Linked DNA regions of Mus musculus: region 1 is linked to region 2. The links are chromatin contacts, called in public Hi-C maps. All regions are on one chromosome and are shown on one strand. The core of a region is the stretch at or near the end of the contact, and the rest is flanking DNA. Distances in the headings are between cores, read along the strand shown.

Evidence for each region. Hi-C and Micro-C count contacts between places; a contact is called where the count stands out from the background.
Region 1: a contact with region 2 is called in a Hi-C map of the MNK3 cell line, with 3 times the contacts expected there. The contact joins two enhancer-like sites. A contact is called at or near these places in 1 of 39 promoter capture datasets (second pharyngeal arch cranial neural crest) and 1 of 484 Hi-C or Micro-C datasets (the MNK3 cell line).

What each region holds. Positions count from the first base shown.
Region 1 is chr4:121,021,633-121,028,632 of GRCm38.p6, reverse strand. No RefSeq gene overlaps it. Among named protein-coding and RNA genes, the nearest start is that of Smap2, 7.9 kb to the right of the region's middle. Within about 2 kb of position 4,557, at least 79 of the 459 cell types and tissues checked have an H3K27ac peak or open chromatin away from gene starts, as enhancers often do. A contact at or near this core is called in the MNK3 cell line, where this site is marked.
Region 2 is chr4:120,610,702-120,617,794 of GRCm38.p6, reverse strand. No RefSeq gene overlaps it. Among named protein-coding and RNA genes, the nearest start is that of Gm8439, 26 kb to the right of the region's middle. Within about 2 kb of position 3,899, at least 105 of the 459 cell types and tissues checked have an H3K27ac peak or open chromatin away from gene starts, as enhancers often do. A contact at or near this core is called in the MNK3 cell line, where this site is marked.

The DNA of each region.
Region 1 (7,000 bases), core at 3,308-5,807, 410 kb before region 2:
AACTCGGGCTGGGCAGTGATGACAGCGATGGATATCTTTAGTCTAATCTCAGCCCTTAGAAGGTAGCCGCAAGCAGATCTCTCTGAGTTCTCAGCCTACCTGGTCTACACAGAGAAACCCTGTCTCAAACAAACAAACAAACAAACAAAAAAAGAAACAAGCAAAACCAGACAAAACAAACAAACAAAGAAAAAAAACCTCAACAACAAAATAACTCAGTTGGGGGACAGATCATGGCTTTCAAGAATCAGAACTAGGCAGCCCTCCAGGATTTGTGTAGCAATGACTGTTCTGGAACTCACTCTGGTAGACATTCTGGCCTTGAACTTATAAATCTGTCTGCCTCTGCCTCCCAAGTGCTGGGATTGTCACTACTACCCAGCTAAGAGCTTGCTGCTTTTACTGAAGACCCAAGTTTGGTTTCTAGCACCCACACTGGGCAGCTGACAACTTCCTGTAACTGCAGCTCCGGGAGATCTGAAGCCACTTTTGGCCTCCACAGTCACACATCTGCACAACACACCCCTTCCTCATAAATGCATAAAATTTTATATACACAAGATTAAAGATAATTTAAAACATTTAGAATTTGGATTCAAATACACTTAGAGTTTCATTTGCCTATGTATTGGCTGAGTGACCAGGGCGAGTAAGTCACTTCATCTCTTTGATCTTCATTGTCCTCATTTGTAACGTGGAGAGCATGCGTATGCCAGGCCCTCTTTACAGCCAAGGCATGTTTAACATGGTGCCCAGAAAGCTTTAGGTGTTTACTTTAGGCAGAAGGCACTTTGTAAGCAAAGGTAGGAAGAAAAACATGTATTCAGACTATTCAGACGACAGTAAGTGACAGCCAATCCTGCTTCCCTGATGGAGAGGAGTCTCAGCTGGTTAGTCCCATGCAAAGGCAGGGGATGCAGTGGAACAGGGGGTGAGTCTCTTTGGGAGTGTTTGTTTATCTTAAAGGCATAAAACGTGTGTGTGTGTGTGTGTGTGTGTGTGTGTGTGTGTGTGTGTGTGTGTGTGATGTATATATAAGTGCAGGTGCCCTCAGAGGCTAGAAAAGGGCAGCAGCCTGTAGTTATAGGAGGTTGTAAGGTGCCCACCTACGCACACGCTGGGTCTCAAATTCTGGTCCTTTGCAAAACCAGCAAGTGCTCTTAACTACTGAGCCATCTCTCCAGCCATTTGCTTTTATTTATTTTTTTTGAAATAGGGGCTTACTTTGTTGCCTAGGCTGGCCTAGAATTAACAGTCCTCCTACTTCAGCCTCCTGAGTGCTGAGATTACAGGCATGAAAGCCACACCAAACTCTAAGAAAGAAAAAAATAGCTCATAAAAGGATCCCGAGGGCTGGAGAGATAGCCCAGTGGTTAAGAGCACTGATTGCTCTTCCAGAGGTCCTGAGTTCAATTCCCAGCAACCACATGGTGGCTCATAACCATCTGTAATAGGATCTGATGCCCTCTTCTGGTGTGTCTGAAGACAGCTACAGTCTACTCATATACATAAAGCAAACCTTTAAAAACAAAACAAACAAACAAACAAACAAAGGAGCCGGAACCGCCCTGGGAGCAGCTCCGTGCTCAGCTAGGCCTAGTCCTCAGCAGATCTGCCCCCCAAGAGTGTGGTTTGCTCCCCCAGAGTGTGGCTATGCTCTTGTGCTCAGGGAACACCCCAAACACCAACTACCAGCTCCCACCTCTCCTTTTTCAAGGTCTCACTATGTAGCTCAGACTGTCTTGGACGTCACTCTGTAGACCAGGCTAGCCTCCATCTGCCTCTGCCTTCCTAGTGCGGAGATTAAAGGTATGCACCACTTCATCCGGTTTCTCCAGACTTCTCTGAACAGTCACACCTGGCTCTGGTCCTGTCTGTCCGACTACAGGCTCCACGGAATTCTTCCCTGGTCCTGAGCCAGTGCCGACCACCTGCAGGGCGGTTGTCCTCCCTCTGTTCTCTGGTTTCCTGTCTCTCTAGTTGTTTCTCCTTGGAGTTTCTCCTTTGCGCACGCTGGCTTGGCTCTTGCTCAAAGGCCTGCCCTGCCTTCCTCTTCTCACTTGCCATGTTCTTCCAGAACCATGTATGTATTGGTTGTTTTGTTTTGGTCATTTTTTTTAAATCATTTTGTGTGTGTGTGTGTGTGTGTGTGTGTGTGTGTGTGTGTGTGTGTGTGTGTGTGTATGAGAGAGAGAGAGAGAGAGAGAGAGAGAGAGAGAGAGAGAGAGAGAGAGAATATAGAGTCAGTTCTTTCCTTCCACTTTTATGTAGAAACTCAGGTCACCAGACTTGCATAGCAGGTACTTTTACCCCAGTGGCCTTATATATTGGCTGTTTGCTTGTTTGTTTTGTTTGTGACAGGTCTCATGTATCCTAGGCTGGTCTCAAACTGACTATGTAGTTGAGGGTGACCTTGAACTTCTGATCCTCCTGCTTTTGCCTCCTGGGTTTTGGGATTACAGACATGCACCACAAGCCTGTTTTATAAAGTGCTGGCTACAGAACCCAGGGATTACCCAGGGCTCTGAGCATGCTAGATAAGTACCCTACCCACTGAGCTATACCCTCAGCCCCTCTCCCTGGGCCATCTTATCCACCCCATTGACTTTAATTACTGGTTGTTTTCCGCAGAGCCCCAGACCTACTTATGCAACTGTCTTTGGAATGTTCCACACACATCACCAACTCCCCATGTGCAGAATGAAATTATCTTCTTGCCCACAAACCCACTCTTCCTCCTGTGTGACCTACACAGCTGGTGGCTCCACCCTTTGCCCTATTGGTTCAGGCAAATACATACACATATCTTCTGAGCCACCCTCTCCTCTCCATCCCTACTATATCATCCTCTTTAGCTTATATTATTGCATGTTTCCCCTCCCCCTGGAATAGAATCTCAGGTTGGTCACTCTGTGGGACGTTTGGTCAGCTGGTCCTCCTGCTTCCTCCTGTTCCTATGGAATCACCACACAAACCCAGGGCTTCGTGCATGCTAGGATAGCAGTGTATTAACCGAGCCACAGCAGTGCAACCTGCTCCTTAGACTCTCGGTGTCCATTTTATCTGTCTGCAGCTTATGATTCTTTCTCAAGATGTTAGGGATAAATCCATTTCTCACCCTTTCTAAGTTTCTAGAAGATTCCTACATTCCTTCATTCAAGGTGCCCTTCTTCACCTTACATCTCTCTGACACTCTTCTACAGGAAGATCTTTTAAAATTTTGTTTTTAGGGCTGGAGAAATGGTTCAATGGTTAAGAGCACTGGGTCTGGGTTCAATGCCCGGCACCCACATGTCAGCTCACATCCATAACTCCAGTTTCAGGGGATCTGACACTCTCACACCAATGCATGTAAAATACAATTAAATAATTGTGAGAGTAAAAACATTTGGGTACCTGTTACAGACTGAAAATAGGCTCAAGCCAACACAGGGCTCAAGAGTGGACAACCCATTTTTATTTTTGGCTTCCATTGAGGGAATTGAAGGGATAGGTGTGCCACATGATCAATTTCAAAAGCGTTTTCTCTCAGAGAATGTTCTGACCTTTTGATCGTACTAACAACAGATCCCTGGCCTGTCGCCTCAGCTTTCTCTCTAAGGCATTCTCCTGATGGCCAGGCCTTCATTTAAATTCAGTCCCAGCCATCAGCTCCTAGGCTTGTTGGTTTGCTTTTTGAGCTGTGGTCTTGCTATGTTGCCCAGGCTGGTCTCCAGCTCCTGGGCTCAGGCAATCTTCCTGCCTCAGCCTCCAACATACCTGGGACTACAAGCTTGCACTACCATGCTCAGCTTTGGTAAAGCAGAATTACTACTGTGTATCATAAAGCAGATGCAAGATATTTTACATCCTTAATATAGTGTGTGTGTGTGTGTGTGTGTGTGTGTGTGTGTGTGTGTGAAGGTCATAGGAACTCCATCATGTGAGTTCTAAGGGACTGAATTTAGTTTGTCAGGCCTGGTGTCCAGCACCTTTACCTGCTGAGCTATCACTGCTCCGAATGTGAACTTTCAAGTACATTACTTGACCAAGATGTGGTTGGTGCTACACACCTGTAATCTCAGCACTCAGGAGATGGTAGAGACTGGAGGATCTGAAGTTCAAGGTCACCCCCTGCTATATGAGTATTTGAGACCGTCCTGGGTTAGACACTTTGTCAAAAACAAACAAACAAACAGGAAGCCACATGTTTTCTAGTGAAGGCCTTCAGGAGGGGTTACCAGGATCGCCAGCCTATGAGTCAACACTTGAATCACAGAAATCAATTGGACACACCGTAGCTTTTTGGAGATGAATAAGGCTAACCTCCTTTAACAGAGGTCAGTGTGTTAACCTGCGGGCCCTACTCCAGAACAGCGTGAGCCTACAGCCAGGTCAGAAGAGGCCTGGGAAGCTGCATTCTCTCAAACTTCAAGAACCAAAGAACAGTGCTGCTGCCAATGGATGACACATCTGTTTCCTAGGAAGAAACAAAGCCACAACAGGACTGTGCAGTAGGTGTGCATGGTGATTTGCAAATCTGGGCCACTTCCTGTTCTGAAACCAGTTGTGAAATTTGTTTGGGCAAGTTGCCCAACCAGGGAGTCAAGGGAAGTTGCCAACTTGACTTCTGGCCTAAAGACATTCTTTGCAGGTCTATTGGGCCCCACTCAGCTGAGTATTTCAGGAATATGGCAGCTAAAGAAAGGGCTCGAGGTTGGGTGTGTAACAGCCAATCATCGTCACTGGTGAACAGAGTCAGGTGAAGAAACTTCCCTTTTCTTAAACATTACCCATCTATCGATCTCTCTATCTCTCTATCTCTCTATCTCTCTATCTATCTATCTATCTATCTATCTATCTATCTATCTATCTATCTGTGTGTATGTTTGCAGTGTGCGTAGGGGACACATGGGTGCCACAATGTGCACGTGGAGGTCAGACGACAACTTTCAGGAGTCAATCCTCCCCTTCCACCACGTGGTTCCTGAGGATCAAACTTGGCTCATCACATTTGGCAGCAAGTGCCCTACCTGTTGAGCCATGGGGCTGGCCCAGTTGAGCTTTCGTTTGTTTATGGTCTCTGTCTCTGTCTCTCTCTGGATCTGGAGAGAGAACTCCCACTGCTGACACGTTCCCAGGTGATGCTGATGCTGCTCATCTGGTGGCTAAGGATCTCTGAACTTGAGCAAGGCAGAGTAGGATGACACCACCCTGATGCTGATGGCCTTGTCAGGGAGCTGTGTCAGTGTGAACCACTGCCCTGCTTCTGAATTTCCTGTTCAGTGAGAATAAACTATTATTTGTTTAAGCCCAGTTGGATTGATTATCACTTCCATTTAACAGGTTTCTGAACTTGGAGCTGGGAATGTAGCTCAACTGGTATAGTTTTTCCTGGTATGGACAACGCACTGGGTTTGGTGTCCAGCACTGCGTAATAAGCCAGCTTTGGTGGCTCACATTTGTAGTCCTAGTATTCGGGAGACAAGGAGCAGGAGTTGGAGGTCATACTTGGGAAGCTAGTAAATTCAAGGCCAGCCTGGGCTACTTGCGACCCTGTGTTTCAAAGCAAACAACAAATAAAACCCAAGCCCAAAATGAAATAAATCACTCAAGAGGACCGGTGAGAAGCCTCAGTGAGTAGAAGCGCCTGCCTTCTAAGCCTGGCCACTTGAGTTCAATCCCTGGGACCCAACCTAATGGGGGAAGGAAAGAGCTGACTCTCAAATTGTCCTTTGACCTCATTTAAAAATCATTTTAAAAACAATTCAAGGGGACTGGAGAGATGCCTGAGCACTTAAGAGCACTGGCGAGGACTGTGCTACAATTCCCAGCACACACATGGTGGCTCACAACCACCTATAACTCCAGTTCCAAGGGACCCAATGTTCTTTTCTGGCTTCTAAGGGCATCAGGTATACAAATGACACACACACATACAGGCAGGCAAAGCACTCCCACACATAAATTTTTTAAAGAAAAAACCTTAAACCTCAAGACTCAATGTACAGGGTTTATAACGTCAGCCAGCCAGCACTGTCCACCCACCCCCACCTCTATGTACTTGACCCCCTCCACTCCACCCCCCTCCTTTGAAGTAACTATTTTCAACTCTTAAGGAGCTTGCTTTTGTAATTGAGGGGTTTGACTGAACAGCATGTTAAATTACCCTGATTTGCCCCCCATCTTTGTTTATCTCTGGTCCATTCTTCATGACCTTCACCTTGGGCTCGACCATTATGTAACTGGGAAGAGACGTTATCTCCGTTTTCCATAGTTGGTGTATCTCTCTGCATTGACTGTTTTTTTTTTTGTTTGTTTGTTTGGTTTTTTTTTTTTTTTTTTTTTTTGGATAGTGTAGGCCCAGGAGGTGGTTTGGGCAGGAGCCAATCAAGCCCATGGCCAATGTGAAAGAGGCAGCTGAAGAGAGTTCTAAGAAGAGCCCTGCTGTGCTGTTATCTTGAGGCCAGCATCAGCAGAAAGCTGTGACCCTCAAACTCTGGGGCAACAGGGAGGGTTCTGGAAGATCTCCTGTAGTGGTGTGAAAAGGTCCTTGAAGGAATGCTGTTGTCAGCACAGGAAGGAAATGCCTCTGGCAGCAGGAAAAACAAGCAGAGAAACCAAGTAACTCAGCATTGCTTTGTTTTCCTGCCTGTGCCCATTGTTGACTAATGGCTGAGCACAACCAGAACCTTGCCTTCCAGGGATCTGTCTGATGCTCTCCACTGGAGTGACTCTGGGGCCCAGGGAGGGATGAAGGGCAGATAGAGTGTGGGGGGCATTAGAACATAGCAACAGGGGGAGCTACAATTTTGAAAGCAAGAACAGAGAGAAAAGAAAAGAAAAGAAAAGAAAAGGAAAGAAAAGAAAAGAAAAGAAAAGAAAAGAAAAGAAGGGAAGGGAAGGGAAGGAAAGGAAAGGAAAAAAGGAAAGGAAAGGAAAGAAAAGAAAAGAAAAGAAAAGAAAAGAAAAGAAAAAAGAAAAGAAGGGAAGGGAAGGGAAGGGAGGGGAGGGGAGGGGA
Region 2 (7,093 bases), core at 2,650-5,149:
GTAGACAAATCCTCATTCCCAAGTCCCAGAGTCTCTGAAGGTTCCCATTATTCTTTATTATTTAAACACGCACACACACCCCACCCTTTCCTGCATGTGTGTACTCACAGGCTCAGGCTCAGGTGCCTGCAGAGGGCAGAAAAGGATGCTGGATATCATGGAGCTAGGGTTACAGAAAGTTGTGAATCAGTCAGCGTGAGTGCTGGGAGCTGAGCTCCTGTACTCCGGAAGAGCCTCACCAGCTCTTTTTTTGTTTGTTTGTTTTTTGGGGTTTTTTTGTTGTTTTTGTTTTCAAGACAGGGTTTCTCTGCGTAGCCCTGACTGTCCTGGAACTCACTTTGTAGACCAGGCTGGCCTCGAACTCAGAAATTCGCCTGCCTCTGCCTCCAGAGTGCTGGGATTAAAGGCGTGTGCCACCGCCCGGCGCTTCACCAGCTCTTAACCACTGATCCCTCTCTCCTGAGCACATGCCTTTTAAAAGTCAGAGATTGGGCCTGGCAGTGCTAGCACACACCTTTAATCCCAGCACTTGGGAGGCAGAGGGATCTCTGAGTTCAAGGCCAACCTGATCTACAGAGCAAAGTTCCAGGACAGCCAAGGCTATACAAAGAAACTTTCTCAAAAACAAAGAAAGATTTTGGAGTGACAATGTGGCATTTTATACCTCTGCTAGTGGCAAGTTTGGAAACAATGTTCTCCTGTCATGCACAGGGCTCTGAGGAAGGCCCTGAACCAGAGAGGGAGAATGGCGGCATGGCTGGTTTTTCTCAAGCAGCCTGCAGCCACCTGCTTGGGTGCTCAGGGACACAGGTGTAGCTCCCCTGGAGCCAAAACAATGCTTCAAGGCTCGCCTAGCCCAGGACTCTGTGTTCCCACCTGCTGCCCAGGTCCCCACCCCAGCATGCCTGGCTGCGCCCCAGGAAGCAAGGCAAACAAGCTTCCATTGATTCCCGTCCTGGCTAGGAGAATGCTCCTTTGTTGAGCTCCACACCTCTTCCTCTAGTGTCCGTGCCCACAGGACAGGTGTTCAGGATAGAGGCAGCCAGGCCGAGAGAGGAGAGCCTTTCCTAGGGATCCAAAAGAGAAGCCAAGGGCAGAATGTCTCCCCTCCCCCGCCGCCCCCCTCCCTGTGGCTTGTGTCCTTTTCTCGCCTGTCATTGTTCAGGCCTGGCACCCTTCTGTTGGACAGTGGAGCCCCAGGCTGTGTGTTTACCCCCCCCCCCCATCTTGAAAGCCTGCTGCTCCACCAGGTTATATCTGGACAGAAGCTCATGTGGTACTGAACGCCGTTTATCCTTGTCCACAGCCCTGTGACCAGCCTGGAACTCCATTCAGGGCAGTCTAGGAGAACAAAGTCCACTTAGACTTTAAAAGCTAACCTGGTCTCTTTCTCACCTCCCAACCCCCACTTGCTCTCTCACTGTGTAGCCCAGGCTGGCCTGGAAAGCCTGGGCTCCAGCCATGCCCACCTCCTCAGCCTTCTGAAAAGCTGGGGTTATAGGGCACAAGCACCATGCCTGGGTTTTCAGAGTTTAAATTTTTTTTTTTTAATTTTATTTTAGGGGGTCTGTGTGTGCCTGCGCGTAGAAGTCGGAGACCTTTTTATTTAGTCAGCTCTTTCCTTCTGCCTTCATGTCAGTTCTGGTGACCAAATTTAGGTCATCAAACTTCCCAGAAAGCCCTTTTATGCTCTGAACCACCTCACTGGCTGTTGGTTCTCTGGCACTCAAGCTCCTTAGCAGGCCTTCGCAGCACTCCCTAATTTGGGCATAAACCATCTCTCACATGCTCCTCCCGCTGGCCTTGACACTCCACTGTTCAGCCACCCACCTGCTTCACCCCTACTCACCAAGCATGCGCTGTGTACCATCATTGCTCAAGGGGCTAGATCTGCTTCAGGAAACCAGGCAACTCCACAACAGACTAAGGAACGTCATAACAGAGTGTGCGGGGTGCTGTAAGGAAAATCCCTCAGCTCAGGGAGTGGGTAGTATGATATATGTAGGGATCAGGGAGGGGACACTGTGTGAGGTGGCGCTGTGACAGAAGGAACTGAGAACCGAAGCAGGGAACAAAGGGCACAATGAAGTTTGCCTTCTCTGCTGAGTGACAGGAGCCTCCTAGCCTAAGTGTTCTGTGTGCTTGCCACCTCCAGGCTCCGCCCCCAGCCCCCGCCCCCAGCTCGGTGAAGCCCTTTCCAAGGGTATCCATCTCTCCCTGGCCTATCCAGGATCACACTGCAGCCTTCCTTATTTACTGACCTTGTCTCCCTCCTTCCAAACGCTAAGATGCTATCTCTGGTGGTGGACTTCGCCACTTAGAGGGTTCAGGTTCAGATTTCTCAGCGACTTGCTTAGTACCAGCTGTGGAGCCAGGCAGAGGCAACCTGATTCATCTTCAGTGCCCTTCCATAAGGTCTGGCTTATGGCCACTTTTACAGATGGGTATTCTGAGTGACTTCATGTCTAAAGAGTCGTGGGGATGGAATTGGAGTAGAAATTGTATGACCCTGGAGCCTAGCTCTGTTAACATTTTTTTTAAATAAGAAATTATATCATTTCCCCCCTTCAACCCTTCCCTCTTGTTCTAAAATTAATGTCCTCTTTTTTCTTTAATTGTTCACACACACACACACACACACACACACACACAGAGAGAGAGAGAGAGAGAGAGAAGGGGGGTATGCCCCATCATGCCCAGGTTATTCAATGCTGGGGACTAAATCCAGGGTTTCATGCGTGTTAAAGTAATTACCAAATGAGCTATGCCCCCAGCTTGCCCGCCCAATCTTAATGACCTGGAGTCACCTCCTTCTTTAGGCATGAGACTCTGGTCCTCAGATGCCCCGGCCTGACCCCAATCTTCTCCACCTTCTCTTCTATGGGACACTCCGCTTTTACACATTATCAAAGCAGACATTTCGCCTTCTGTTCCTTCCTGCCTGTGTCGTACCAGAGTAAAAGAGCACAGCCATGGCAGCCAGCTTGGGACAAGGCCATGCAAGAGTAGACACTGCCTTCCCCTTTCACGATGGGTTCCTGCCACGGGGCTCCAGAAGGAGAGCCAGGAGTCATCAAGCAGAAAGAACCAAGGCCCAGTGCTCATCAGAGTTGTGCACTGTAACTACCGCTGTTTCCCTGATGAATGTCGTGGGTGGGAATGACGTCTCAGAGTGAGAAGTGTCACAAAGGCCTTTGCTCTGGGCTCTCTTGCACCAGTCAGTTTTAAACTTTTTCTTTTGGGTTTAGTTCGGTATGTCAACGGCAATAACAGCCAACAGCAGCTGCTCTATCATCCAGCAAACTGAAACCGTCTCTCATCTTTCTGCTGACACCCTGAGGATGCCATTGTGAGTCTAAGACGGGTGAAGCAGTGTGCTAGAGGTCATCCAGATGGTTCTCCACGCCTGGCAAGCCCTAGCTCCCAGGCTAGTGGGCACCCAAGGCCTTGATCTCTACTAGCTCTGCCACCAGGTGTTGGGCTGCTTGATCACAGGCGGCAGGTGGGTAGAGGGACTTAGGAACCCCAACCCCTTAGAGAGAGTACAGTGCTGGGTCTGCTGTGCATCTCTGCTCACATTGCTTGCCCTCTCTGTGTTATCATGGCATCAACTGTGTAATGGAGTGATAAGTCCCCTCTCTTGGGCCTGCCCTGACAAGGATGCACAGTGATGTTTGTGTACATGCTTTGAACCTACAGTATATTATTATCTATTCCTGGAACTGTAGGAGAACCAGAAACCATGGGGGGGGGATGCTGGGATGGGCCTGCTCTAGGTAGAGAGAGGCAAAGTGAACCTATTGCCTAGCCGAGCTCACATGACAGGAGACCTGCTAAGTAGGTCAGCTTGCGGCAGGAAGAGCTATTCTGGGATCTGCTTGTCAGCGCAGTGCAGGGGCTGCGAGCAAAGCCTGGCTATTTCAGGGCCGCCAGAGAACAATGCTCAACAACTTTCACTTGGATCCTGGCCCTGCCTTTGTGGCTTGGGCCTGAGAGGCCAGAAGGCCCTCATGAACTCAGGGCCAGGGCTCTTCGTGAGTACTCTAAGATAGAGGTGAAGACATAAGGAGCATCCCTGCATAGCTTTCCGTCTCCTAGGTACCACTGCCCAAGAACTGTGGGTAAGGACAGCAAGGTTCTGGGCTTGCATTTCCCACTGATGGGAGGTTGAATGACTTCCCTACAACCTAGCGACTGCTTGCATAGGCCTGGCTTCCTCTTGTAAATGTGTGTGTGTGTGTGTGTGTGTGTGTGTGTGTGTGTGTGTGTGTATGCGCGTGTGCACCATATGGTAGATATATAATGTGTGTGTGTATAGTATGTGTGTATAGTGTATATGTATGGTATATTGTGTATATGGTAGTTATGAGTGTGTGGATACATATGGTCTTTATGTATAGGGCATATAGATGGTATGTGTGTATGAAGTGTTATGTGGTATGTTGTGTATATGTGATATGTGGTATGTTGTGTATATGTAATATGTGAATGATATGTCATATGTATCCATACATAGTATGTTTATGTCTGGTGACATGTGTGTGATATACAGTATGGGTATATGATGTGATATGTATGTGATGTATGATATGTACACATATCAATATAATGTGTGTATTGTGTATGTTATGTAGTACCCTTTTGGGTGTGTGTGTAGGTGACTGTTTATGTGTGTGTGATGTGTATGTGTCATGTGACAGTGTTTGTGTCCTAGCAATGTTTTATTTACTTTTTTATTTTGAGACAAGGTCTCACTAATGTAACTGTGGTTGGCCTAGAATCCACTATGTAGATCAAGCTGACCTTGAGTTCATAGAGATCCACCGCCTCTCTAGGGCTGGGATTAAAAGTGTGCACTATCATACCCTAGCCGTGTTTCAGGATTCATGAGATATTAATAGTATCATGCACAGGTCTGGTCTAGGCAAGTGCTCACAGACGCCTGTACCCACTTGAGCTTCTAGGACCTTCCAGGCCATGACAGTAACTGTGAGGAGGACAGAAGCACTTGGTGTGCTGTAGTATAAAACAGCCGTGGTAGAGCAGGCTTCACTGGGATAGCTGGGTTTTAGCCTGGTACTCAGAAAACTGTCTCATCTGGGCAGGACGGGACACATCTGTGGCCTCCTCTCCCATACCATCCCCCCCACCCCCCACCACCACCCTCCGGCAGTGAGATTGGAGGCAGGAAACTGCTGAGAGTGAGGGGTATTCTCTGAACAAAAACAAAACAGAACAAAAATGAAGAGTCCCTTCAGGCACACAATGACCTTGAGGTCAGCCTGACCACAGGAGACTGGCTCAGCTCCTCCCTGTTCCTGCAGGCAGGTGGCCTCGGGTTGCTGTGTCTGCACAATGCTCCAGCGAGAAGTGAGACAATTAACACTACGCCTGATGGAGCTATTATTGTTACCTTATCTAATCCTAACAGCAACCCTGAGATGAAAAACAGTTAGGACCCATTTTACAGACAAGAAAATGAGAGCTCAGCAGGTGAAGAAATGTATTCATGGTCTCCTAGGTGAGAAAAAATTTTACTAAGATTTAAGTCCAGTTTGATGCTAAGATTGTTGTTTTAACCCCCACTCACTATGCCTGGTGTGTGTGTGTGTGTGTGTGTGTGTGTGTGTGTGTGTGCGCGCGCGCGCGCGCGTGCGTGCGTGTGGGGGGGGGCACGTGTATGTGTGCTCAAGTGCAGATAGATGAGGAGTGTGGAGCACAGCGTGTTACACAGTTAGAGTGTAGCTGCTGCTTCTGCTGTACTGTTATTATCACACATATTGTCAGAAGTTAGCTGGAAATGGTAAAAGTTCAGCATGACTCATAAAAATAGAGAGTTTTCTAAGCTATTAGACAAATGCAACAATGTCATTCCCAAGTGAACTGTCGGAAAGAGGGGGCTAGCACCTGCAATCAGTTGCTGATAGAATTCCCTGAAATTATGAAACCTGGTGAAATGTACATATCAAGCCATAAGGCAGTGGTTATATAAATTATGGTTCATGTCTTTGCTGGAAAATTACACACCCACTTAGAAAAACGACAATATGACTGAACATGGAAAATGTTTATTATATAATTACTATTACAGAAAAGATGCTGGATATAAAATTCTAATTTTGTTCTAATTACACCTCCATTAAAAATATCTTCTGCATGTCACAAAGAGCTGAGAGGGAATATGTAGACATTTGGTGTGTTAAATGTTGGAATTGAAGGTTTCTCCTTTTGTAATTGATTCAATAATTCAACCATAATTTATTGAGAACTTACTAAGTGTCAGCCATCAAGTTAGGGATAATTATTAGTGTGGGTTATATTGGGCTGCAGGAAAAGAAGGTTTTATTGCTCCCTGAAAGCAGCTCCAAGCTGATGTGATGTTTTTAGGGTACCAAGGCCCTCTGCTCTCTACTGGATACCTCTGGTGTGCGACACCCACATTCTTGATGGGCAGGGCATGCCCCTTCCTGGGAAAAGTCTAAGGGAAGGTTGTGTGTATGGTGCCACCTGTATACCAATACCCCAGTCACAACTTGGTTATGTAGTCACCCCTGCTGCAAGGTAGATCAGGACACTCCATTTCTCTAGCCATGCATAAGAATAGGGCTTTGTTGATCTAGGAGAGAGAGGACAGCAATGGGGTACCACAGTGATTGTTGTGTGACTTCCTGGGAGAGAAGTGAACAAAGGTCTGCTCACCTGGAAAGAACACTGATACAAAGAAGCCCTTTCACTCAAGTCCGATTACTGAAGCGATGAGTTCATTGGGGTTTGTATGGGAGCTGGAGTGAGGACTTACTTATAGAAGCATGGCCAACTGGAGCCCACCCCAGCACGGTGCAGCTCACACAGGCTGTATCTCTAGAGCTCCCTGCCTGACACACAGCTCCACCAAAGACAGCCTCTTCCTGCCACTCAGCAGCCGCCTAGTACTTAGGTAGCCACCATGCACATAGAGCTGCAATGCCTAGTGCACGCGCATAAAGCCTCAGTGCCTAGTGCATAGAGCTGGCAACACCTTGAGTTTCCTTTGCCTGATAAGTTTCATGAATTTTTTACAAAATTATTATAGCTAGGCAGTGATGGTGCATGC